Regions from separate parts of the Gossypium hirsutum genome. Here region 2 is linked to region 1. A link is a contact called in public Hi-C data. All regions are on one chromosome and are shown on one strand. Each heading gives the region's core, a stretch centred on a gene start, on an enhancer-like site or on the middle of the called end of the contact. The rest is flanking DNA. Distances are from core to core; before and after follow the strand shown.

What was found. Hi-C and Micro-C count contacts between places; a contact is called where the count stands out from the background.
Region 2: a Hi-C map of leaf shows a contact between it and region 1, with 3 times the contacts expected there. The contact joins the promoter of LOC107946472 here to the promoter of LOC107910011 in region 1. A contact is called at or near these places in 2 of 34 Hi-C or Micro-C datasets (both in leaf).

The regions. Positions count from the first base shown.
Region 1 is chrA08:64,749,519-64,753,750 of Gossypium_hirsutum_v2.1, reverse strand. LOC107910011 (leucine-rich repeat receptor protein kinase EMS1-like) reads left to right here and starts at 2,165. Exons shown (of 1, transcript XM_016837773.2): 1 at 2,165-4,232. The coding sequence starts at 2,659.
Region 2 is chrA08:65,742,876-65,747,107 of Gossypium_hirsutum_v2.1, reverse strand. It overlaps LOC107946472 (homeobox-leucine zipper protein ANTHOCYANINLESS 2), which reads left to right and starts at 2,206. Exons shown (of 11, transcript XM_016880826.2): 1 at 2,206-2,406; 2 at 2,567-2,672; 3 at 3,025-3,074; 4 at 3,856-4,070; 5 at 4,172-4,232. The coding sequence starts at 3,862.

The sequences.
Region 1 (4,232 bases), core at 916-3,415:
GAGTATATAAGATGCATGTAAGAATCCTGCATTTTGCAAATAACCACAAATTTTAGTGGGTGCACTATTTGATAAATTGAGTATGAAATCTTCCAAAACATGATCATTTGCCTATTTATATCAATAAAATAAAATAATTTAAAAACTTTAAAATTAACTTAATTGAAAATAACTAAATTTAAAAATTTTCCTTACCATTATCGGTTGAGCGACGGAAATGTGCTTGTCGTCAAAATGAATAAGAGGACTTGTCATTCGTGAAAAATTATTCGAAATAAATTATCTGTGAAATAATAAAATAAAACTATAATATTTTTATACAAATTTATTGGAAAAATTCGAACAAATCTTGAGAAACTTGAGAGTTCAGAGAGAATGAAGAGAGTTAGATTTGAGTGAAAAGAATGAAAAATGGTCTGGTATTTATAGGAAATAAAAGTTATCATTGGGCTGTTTAAAAACTTTACCATTTCCGTGTTTAAATTTTTACCGTTGGGTAAATGACCATCGGAGGAAAGCGCGTCTAGATGAGTGCGTTTTCACACACTCTCTCCAAAATTGACCTATTTCTCTAATTCTTCAAAAAAATGACCTACATGGCCAATTAACAAAAAATAAAGGACATATTTAGACAACTTAGCTTTCTTTCTTTTTTAGTTTTTCATAATTCTAATTTTTTTATAATTTTAGATAAAAGATTTATAATTTTTTTTGTGATTTTTTTTATGTTTTTTAAACAATTTTAAGAAAAATTACTAGATTTCACCATATAGCACAACCTTATGTACCACATGGCGAAGTTAACGGTGTTTATATAGAAATTGACTTTTGAAGGGCTTAATTGATTGTCTATATAGAATAAGAATTCAATTGAGTGTTACTCTTAATTGAGAGTTCAATTGATTATTGAATAATGTTATAGATATTTTTTATATAATAAGCATAAAAAAATAAAATATGTACTATTATATTAATATTTATATGTTTTTATAATTAAATTTAAATAAAAATATTTTTAAAAAATATTTTCTCTCTTTCCTATAAACAAAAACTGTTTGTCGGGGTGGCCAGATTTTGCGAACCAGCCGATCCATGTATTGCTCTAAGTGGGACCGAAGGGACAACTCAGCCTACATCAGGTTCTCATGTCCTTACAAGCAACTCAAAACAGACACCGCCCCTATAAGATACACTCCTTTTTTCTATGTAAATTAAGAGAGCCCTTATGCCTTGTCCTTTTGCACATCCCAAACCATTTATTCCTGTAAAATATAAAATTAAGGCAATTACTAATATTTGTTTAAAAAAATATAAATAAAATTAAGGCAATTATTAGTTATAATTTCGACCAAAAATAATCTTCAGGTTTAAAACTAATTCATTATTGAAAAAAAATATTAAATTTTAAAATTTTAGAATCAAATATTATTTTATTAATACCTAATAGGTCCTATTCTCTAACATGAATTTAAGAGTGTGAAGGGGCAATAAGGTCAATTGGAATAATGCACCTGACCGAAATTAGCATCTGGACCGTCTCATCGGAAGGAAATGTAGGGGTCCATAATTTTAAGGGACCACTCCCTCTCACTCTCACATAATAATGCGTCCAAAATTTTCATCTGATAACTGACCTGCATCACAAAAATACAAAACCAGGATGGATCTGTAGAAATTTTTATTTGGGTGAAGTTGATTTTTTTTTTTAAGTCTTAAATAGCGATTTAACCATAATAATAATAATAATAATAATAATTTGTCTGCCAATGAAATTAAAGCCCTGGTTTCTGTAAGTTCTTGTTCCCAATGCCATGCTCCGCAATCTTCACCTCTTCAGTTTAGTCCAGTTCTTTTACTCTGTTGCTTCATTTTTGGGGGGTTGATAATTGAGATTCCATTATAAAGCAATCTGTTCTGACTACTGAAAATCTCAAGATGAAGGGCGACGACACACATTTCACGCTTACAAACAACCACATCGTTTACTACACCTTTTTCACTAAATTTCTATCTCTTCCATCTTTCAATAATTTCCCCAAATCTTTGAGTATCAGAGATTCGGCAGAAAATTGTACAGTGCACCTACAGCTGCACTGAAGAAGCAAATTTGGGTTGGGGCACTTTTATTTAAATAAAACGTATTTCTTCTAACAACCCAAGGAAATAAACAAAAGGATATCTCAGCTTTTAGGCCTTAAACCACAATCATCCATAGTGTGCTAATTTTATCAAAGCGAAAATTAAAGAAAAGAGACAAGAGCCGGATTCTCTGAAGTAGGGGCCCTTTATAGCTCGTTTGTTTAATATACAAATCAAAAGATTTTTGTTCCTATCGTATAATAATTCCAAACCAAAGATTCAGCCTCAGGGGTACTTGTAATATATGATCAATCAAAACTCATGTGGGATTTTTCTCTCAATAAAAAGATATATATATATTAAAGGAAACACGATTGAGATTTGAGGATTGCAGTTACAAAAGCTCCAGTCACGTGAGCTACGTTGGCTATGGTGTCTTCTTCTTTAAAGTTCACCCAAACCTTTCTTCAGAATTTACTCCCCTTGCCTATGGCCATTATCATCCTTCCATTTTTATCTTTTATCTCTTCTCTTCTTTCCCATCTTCCCCTGTAAATATTACTGTTTCTTCTTTTGGCTATGGAGTTTAAGCTTTTGTTTCACTTCCTCTGTTTCCTTCATTTGTTGTTATCGATATCAGGGGCAACGATAGAGCAAGCGGACGGAAACCCAGACAGGGAAGCTCTGGTTTCCTTCAAAAGAGGGCTTCAAAACCCTCATTTTCTATCATCATGGAACCAAAGAATTCATTTCTGCAAGTGGGATGGTGTCACTTGTCGGCTCGGCCGAGTCACCTCGCTTTCTCTTCCATCTCGGTCCTTGACAGGTTCTCTCTCTCCGTCCCTTTCGTCCCTCTCAAACCTCACCCTCCTAGACCTGTCCTCTAACTCCTTCTTTGGCCAAATTCCGACTGAGTTGGCCGAGTTGACTCTCCTCAAGACCCTCAAACTCGGGTCTAACTCTTTCACCGGAAACATCCCTTCCGAGCTGGGCAGCCTGAATGCACTTCGGACGCTAGAACTTTCCACCAATGCACTCACTGGCACAGTGCCGGCTAAGCTTGGACAGTTAACTCAGCTACAGTTCTTGGACCTGGCTAACAATTTCCTTTCAGGTTCTTTCCCTTCAACACTCTTTGAAAACCTTCAGTCTTTAACCTCTCTGGATATTTCCAACAATTCTTTCTCTGGTAATATCCCGCCTGAAATTGGTGAGCTAAAAAACCTGACCGCTCTTTACATTGGAATCAACCAATTTACAGGGAAAATACCACCTGAAATTGGTAAACTTTCACTCCTTGAGAACTTTTTTTCACCCTCTTGTTCCATAACAGGACCTTTGCCTAAACAACTATCCAATCTAAAATCACTCACCAAGCTCGACCTTTCTTATAACCCATTGAAATGTTCCATTCCAAAGTCTATAGGAAAGTTACAGAATTTGACTATATTGAACCTCGTCTACACCGAGCTCAATGGTTCAATACCAGCGGAGCTTGGGAACTGCCGGAATTTGATGATGTTGATGCTGTCTTTCAATTCGCTGTCCGGGTCCTTGCCTGAGGAGCTTTCAAGTTTGCCTATGCTGACGTTTTCTGCTGAAACGAACCAGCTTTCTGGGCCACTGCCACCTTGGCTTGGGAAATGGACCCAGGTGGAGTCTTTGCTACTTTCAAACAACCACTTTTCAGGTAACATCCCTCCTGAAATTGAGAATTGCTCAAGGCTTAAGCACCTTAGTTTGAGCAATAACAAGTTGTCGGGTTCGATACCAAGAGAGTTATGCAATGCAAAATCACTCTTTGAGGTTGATCTCGATGGTAATAACCTTTCGGTTACCATTGAGGATGTGTTTGTGAACTGTAGAAATCTTGCTCAGTTGGTTTTGCTCAATAATCACATTAATGGTTCAATCCCAGAGTATCTTTCAGAGCTTCCATTGATGGTTATTGACCTTGACTCCAACAATTTCACTGGTACCATTCCTGTGAGTTTATGGAGTTCAAATAGTTTGATGGAGTTTTCTGCTGGAAATAATATGCTAGAGGGGACTCTGCCAGTTGATATTGGAAATGCGGTTACATTGGAAACGCTTGTTCTTAGCGGTAATCGTTTGAAGGGAAATATACCAAAGGAGATCGGCAATCTCACAGC
Region 2 (4,232 bases), core at 957-3,456, 990 kb before region 1:
AAAAGTTTAATCGCTATAGATTTTTAATTGACAAAAGAGCTTTTATAAGCTTCTATAAGACCCAAAAATTATAGAAAATCTTATTGAGATTAATTAATATCATTAATTGCATATATATAAAGGCTAAATTTAATCATAGTTGCTCTTACAATCGATGTTTACATCCCGTAGCTAGGATCCAATGATCAGGTTAGGTATGAGTTGTTATAAATTTGATGTACTTGTCTAAGGCTTTGGCCTTCTTTTCGAGTAATAAAAGACATAATGACTTGTTTGACCTTCCAACCTTACATAAAAAGTCATTTTAGCCCTCCATTAAAATTTTCACATTTTTTAGATCTTGAACTTGCATTGTTTGTCAAACCACTGCAAAATGGATAACAAAGTTAACGCCTGCTAAATTTGCTAACGTGACATCCATGTGGCAGTCCATGCATATGTCATGATAGCAATTAATTGATTTTTAAAAAATTAAAACATATTAATAAACATTTTTCTATATTTTTACTTTTTAATAATTTCAATTATTTTTAATTTTAAAAAATATTTTAATAATTATTTTTGAATTTTTAAAATTTTAAAAAATAATTAATTGTTAACGTGGCATCCACGTGTATGCCATGTTAATAGACTTTAAATTTTTCATCCATCTTGGAGTGATTTGAAAAATAATACAAGTTTAAAAGTTAAAGGCAAAAAATTAAATACAATACTAAAATGACTTTTTTTAATATAAAATTGAGATCCACATAATACATTATGTTAAAAAAATACTATGTAAATTAGTGTATCCGTGTTGTGTCTTTGTATCTGTTTTTTTCAATAACATTTACTTAAACATAAATATAATATAATTTATTAAATGCATCAACCTTTAAAAATAAAAATAATCATGTTTTAGTCATTTGAGTCTTATCTCGATTGGTATTAACATTGTTACTAGTGTAGAAAGTCGTTAGTTTTAGTGAGTTGAAGCGTATTAATTATCCTCCTATTTAAGGGTTGAGGATGAGCTATAAGTAGTTTTATGCATTGTATAAAAAGAAAAGATATGACAAAAACTTATAATGAAATTAAAGTTAAAAAAATAATCATGTTTCATTAATTGTATTTAAAAATGTGATTTTTATTATTCAAAAGAATGTTATTTTTATAAAATTATTTTATATTTATTAAAATTATTATGCATATGATGATGAGTCCTAACTTATTAAATAATTTTAAATAATTCAGTAGCCTAAAAAATATAATAAACCAACGAGTAGGAGTATTTAAACGGTTAATCAAATTGAACTAGTATTAACTGAATTAACTGAACTTTCAAAAAAATTAAACTTTTAAATTAAATTAACCAATAATTGAGCTTTCAAAAAAATCATTAATCGACCTTTGACCAAATTAGATCAATTAATCGATCGATTAATTAAATTAAATTGATTTAATTAATTAATTTAGTTTTAATCAAAATTTAAACACTTGTACGTTGTAATAAGAAAAATATAAAACTTTTAAGGAAATAATATTAGTTGGAATTTTTAAAATGATACTATTAAAAAATAATTATAAACCTTTAAGTATAAACTGTAAAATTTACTTATAAAATATAAAAATATTGTAATGAAAAGATGTACTAAAAATATCTATATTAGCAAATGATCCAATAAGAGTTTAGTGAACGTTTCCTCCAATAATTGCTTTGATTTTCTTAAGCTTAGGGAAATTGAAGTGATAATAAAACTTGAGACAATCTTAAAATCAAAACCAAATCTTAAGTCAGATATATTTGTAAAATTAAAATTTTAAAAGAAAAATAAAAAATGAGTTGTCGTCCAAATTAGGGTTACAACAGGGCCAACTATCACGGCCGAATTAGATTTAGGAATCTAGACCCTGTCCCCATCTATATTTGCAGAAGTACCGTATTGACCCTAAACAGTACCCTGAATGTCCAGAGTTTTATCTCAGCTTTTACGTGTCATTTTCGGATAGGTTCCATTCGTAAGTTGTATAAGCGGGCGTAGAGAGTATCGAGCACACAGGATTTAAACTCGTCAGAACTACGAGTGTCGCGGACAGACACAAGCGCGGGGGTAGCGCGTGAAAGGCGGATATCCTAAAACGGCAAAACCCGGTTTTGGGAGGTAGTGGGTCCCACACTGCATTAAGCTCTTGATTTCCTCTTTATATTAATTAAATATCATATTTATGGGGAAGACAAAAGGGAGAAGAAGAAGAGGAAGAAAATACCATCAAAATTGAAAATTAAAGGAAAAAAAAGACAGAGAGAATGAGAGATCGCTACAGTCTTCATTAGGGTTTATAAGATCGAGAGTTTTTTTCATTTCCATTTGATATTAAACAAAGGATTAACGAGTTTGACTATTGATTTTCTCTCCCTTTTTCTTTGTAAGTCAGCTTGCAGTATCTTCACAGCTTCCAACGATCCAACCACCATTATAATTAGTAGTAGTGATTTTTTTTTTGGGTTCTTTTAATCTAAAATAAAGAAAAAGAAAAGCTTTCATATATTTTATTATATACTTTGTCCTTCTTACTTCTTGTACAGATCCCAACAGTTAAATAGAGAGAGAGAAGGATCTGATAACCTGTATCTATTCCACTCTGTTCAAAAATACTGACCTTTGCTCACTGTCAAAATAAAAATAAAAAAGGTACTAGCTTTTTTTGGGTTTGGGTTCTTGTTTTTGTGCATTTATTTCTTTCAGCCTGTTTATTTTCTTTACTTGCACTGGAAGATGGAGAGAGAGGGGAAAAAAAGAGAAAGAGGTCAACTGGGTTTTTTCATGCCTTTGATTCTGGTTATTGCTACGTCATATGGTGTTTGAATAGTGTGAATGTGAAAGAGATAAGCTTTGCCTTTTTGTGTATTTGGTTTTGCTTTTTCCTTTTCTCTGTGGGTCCTTTTCAATTTTGTCAAATATGCTGACAAACAATTGGTCAAGCATGATGCTGTGAAAATTTAGGGTTTTCATATTTGTCAGTGTTTCCATGGAGTTTTTTCAGGGATTTCCCTGGCTGAGACGCTGGACTTAGGTAAAGACATAAAAGAGAAGGTGTGAACTCGTTGTTTCTTATTATTTTTATTACAAGATAAAAAGGTGGTCTCTCTTGTCCTGTTCCTCCACTGTTTTCTCTTTCTTAAACTGACTTTTTTTGAGAGAGAGAACAATATTTGAGTCTTTTAGAGAGAGAGAGAGAGGTGTCATGCATGGGCGTTGACAAGGTAGACAGCCTTGTCATTCTGGATTTGTTGAGATGAAATTGTCAAAAAGGTTTTAGACTTTAGCTTAATCTGGGTATTGTTTTGTAAGGTCAAATTAATGGACAAGAAAGCGAAACAAAACTGAAGCACAACCTTGTGAAAGTGATAGTGACCGTTTCAATCAACATAGAAAAACAGACGATATGAAATAATAGAGGGAGTGTGAGATTAAAAATAATTGGTTTCTGTCTCTCTTTTTTTCCTAATTTAATGAGTTTTGGGGGTTTGATCAACAGTAGTAGCAGCAGTGACAGTGGTAGTTCGGGTGCAAGGGTGGTTGTGGCTGATTTTGTTCCACAAAACAACATGCTAAGTTATGCCATTGTTGAGCCACCTCTTCTCACCCAACATATTCCCATATCTATGCTAAGCTCTCCCTCCCTTTCTCTCTCATATGTACTGGCTCATCTCCCTCTCCCTCCCCCTCCCCCCATCTCTCTTTCTCTTTCTCTCTCTCTCTAGTCCATTGTCCTTCAATTAATTTATTACCTACTTTTTTTTCTGAGCTTTGCTGTGTGTTTGTTATTATTTTTAAGATGGGTCATTTATTAGGGGACTTGGTTTTGGTGCAGAAAAGAATGGATGGTCATGGTGAGATGGGGCTGATTGGGGAAAACTTTGATCCGGGTTTTGTTGGGAGGATGAAGGAAGACGGATACGAGATTAGGTCTGAAAGTGATAATTTTGATGTTGCTTCCGGTGATGATCAGGATGCTGCTGCCGATGGACCGTCTAAGAAGAAGAAGTACCACAGGCACACTCCACGTCAAATACAAGAGCTTGAATCGTATGCTTACTTACATTTCACTTTAGCCTAAGGAATTCTTTTTCTCTTTATTTTTAATTTATGGATTTGCTTATTGAAGTTTATCTCTTTCTCTTCTCTAGTTTCTTCAAGGAGTGTCCTCATCCTGATGAAAAACAAAGAATGGAACTTAGCAGGAGGCTA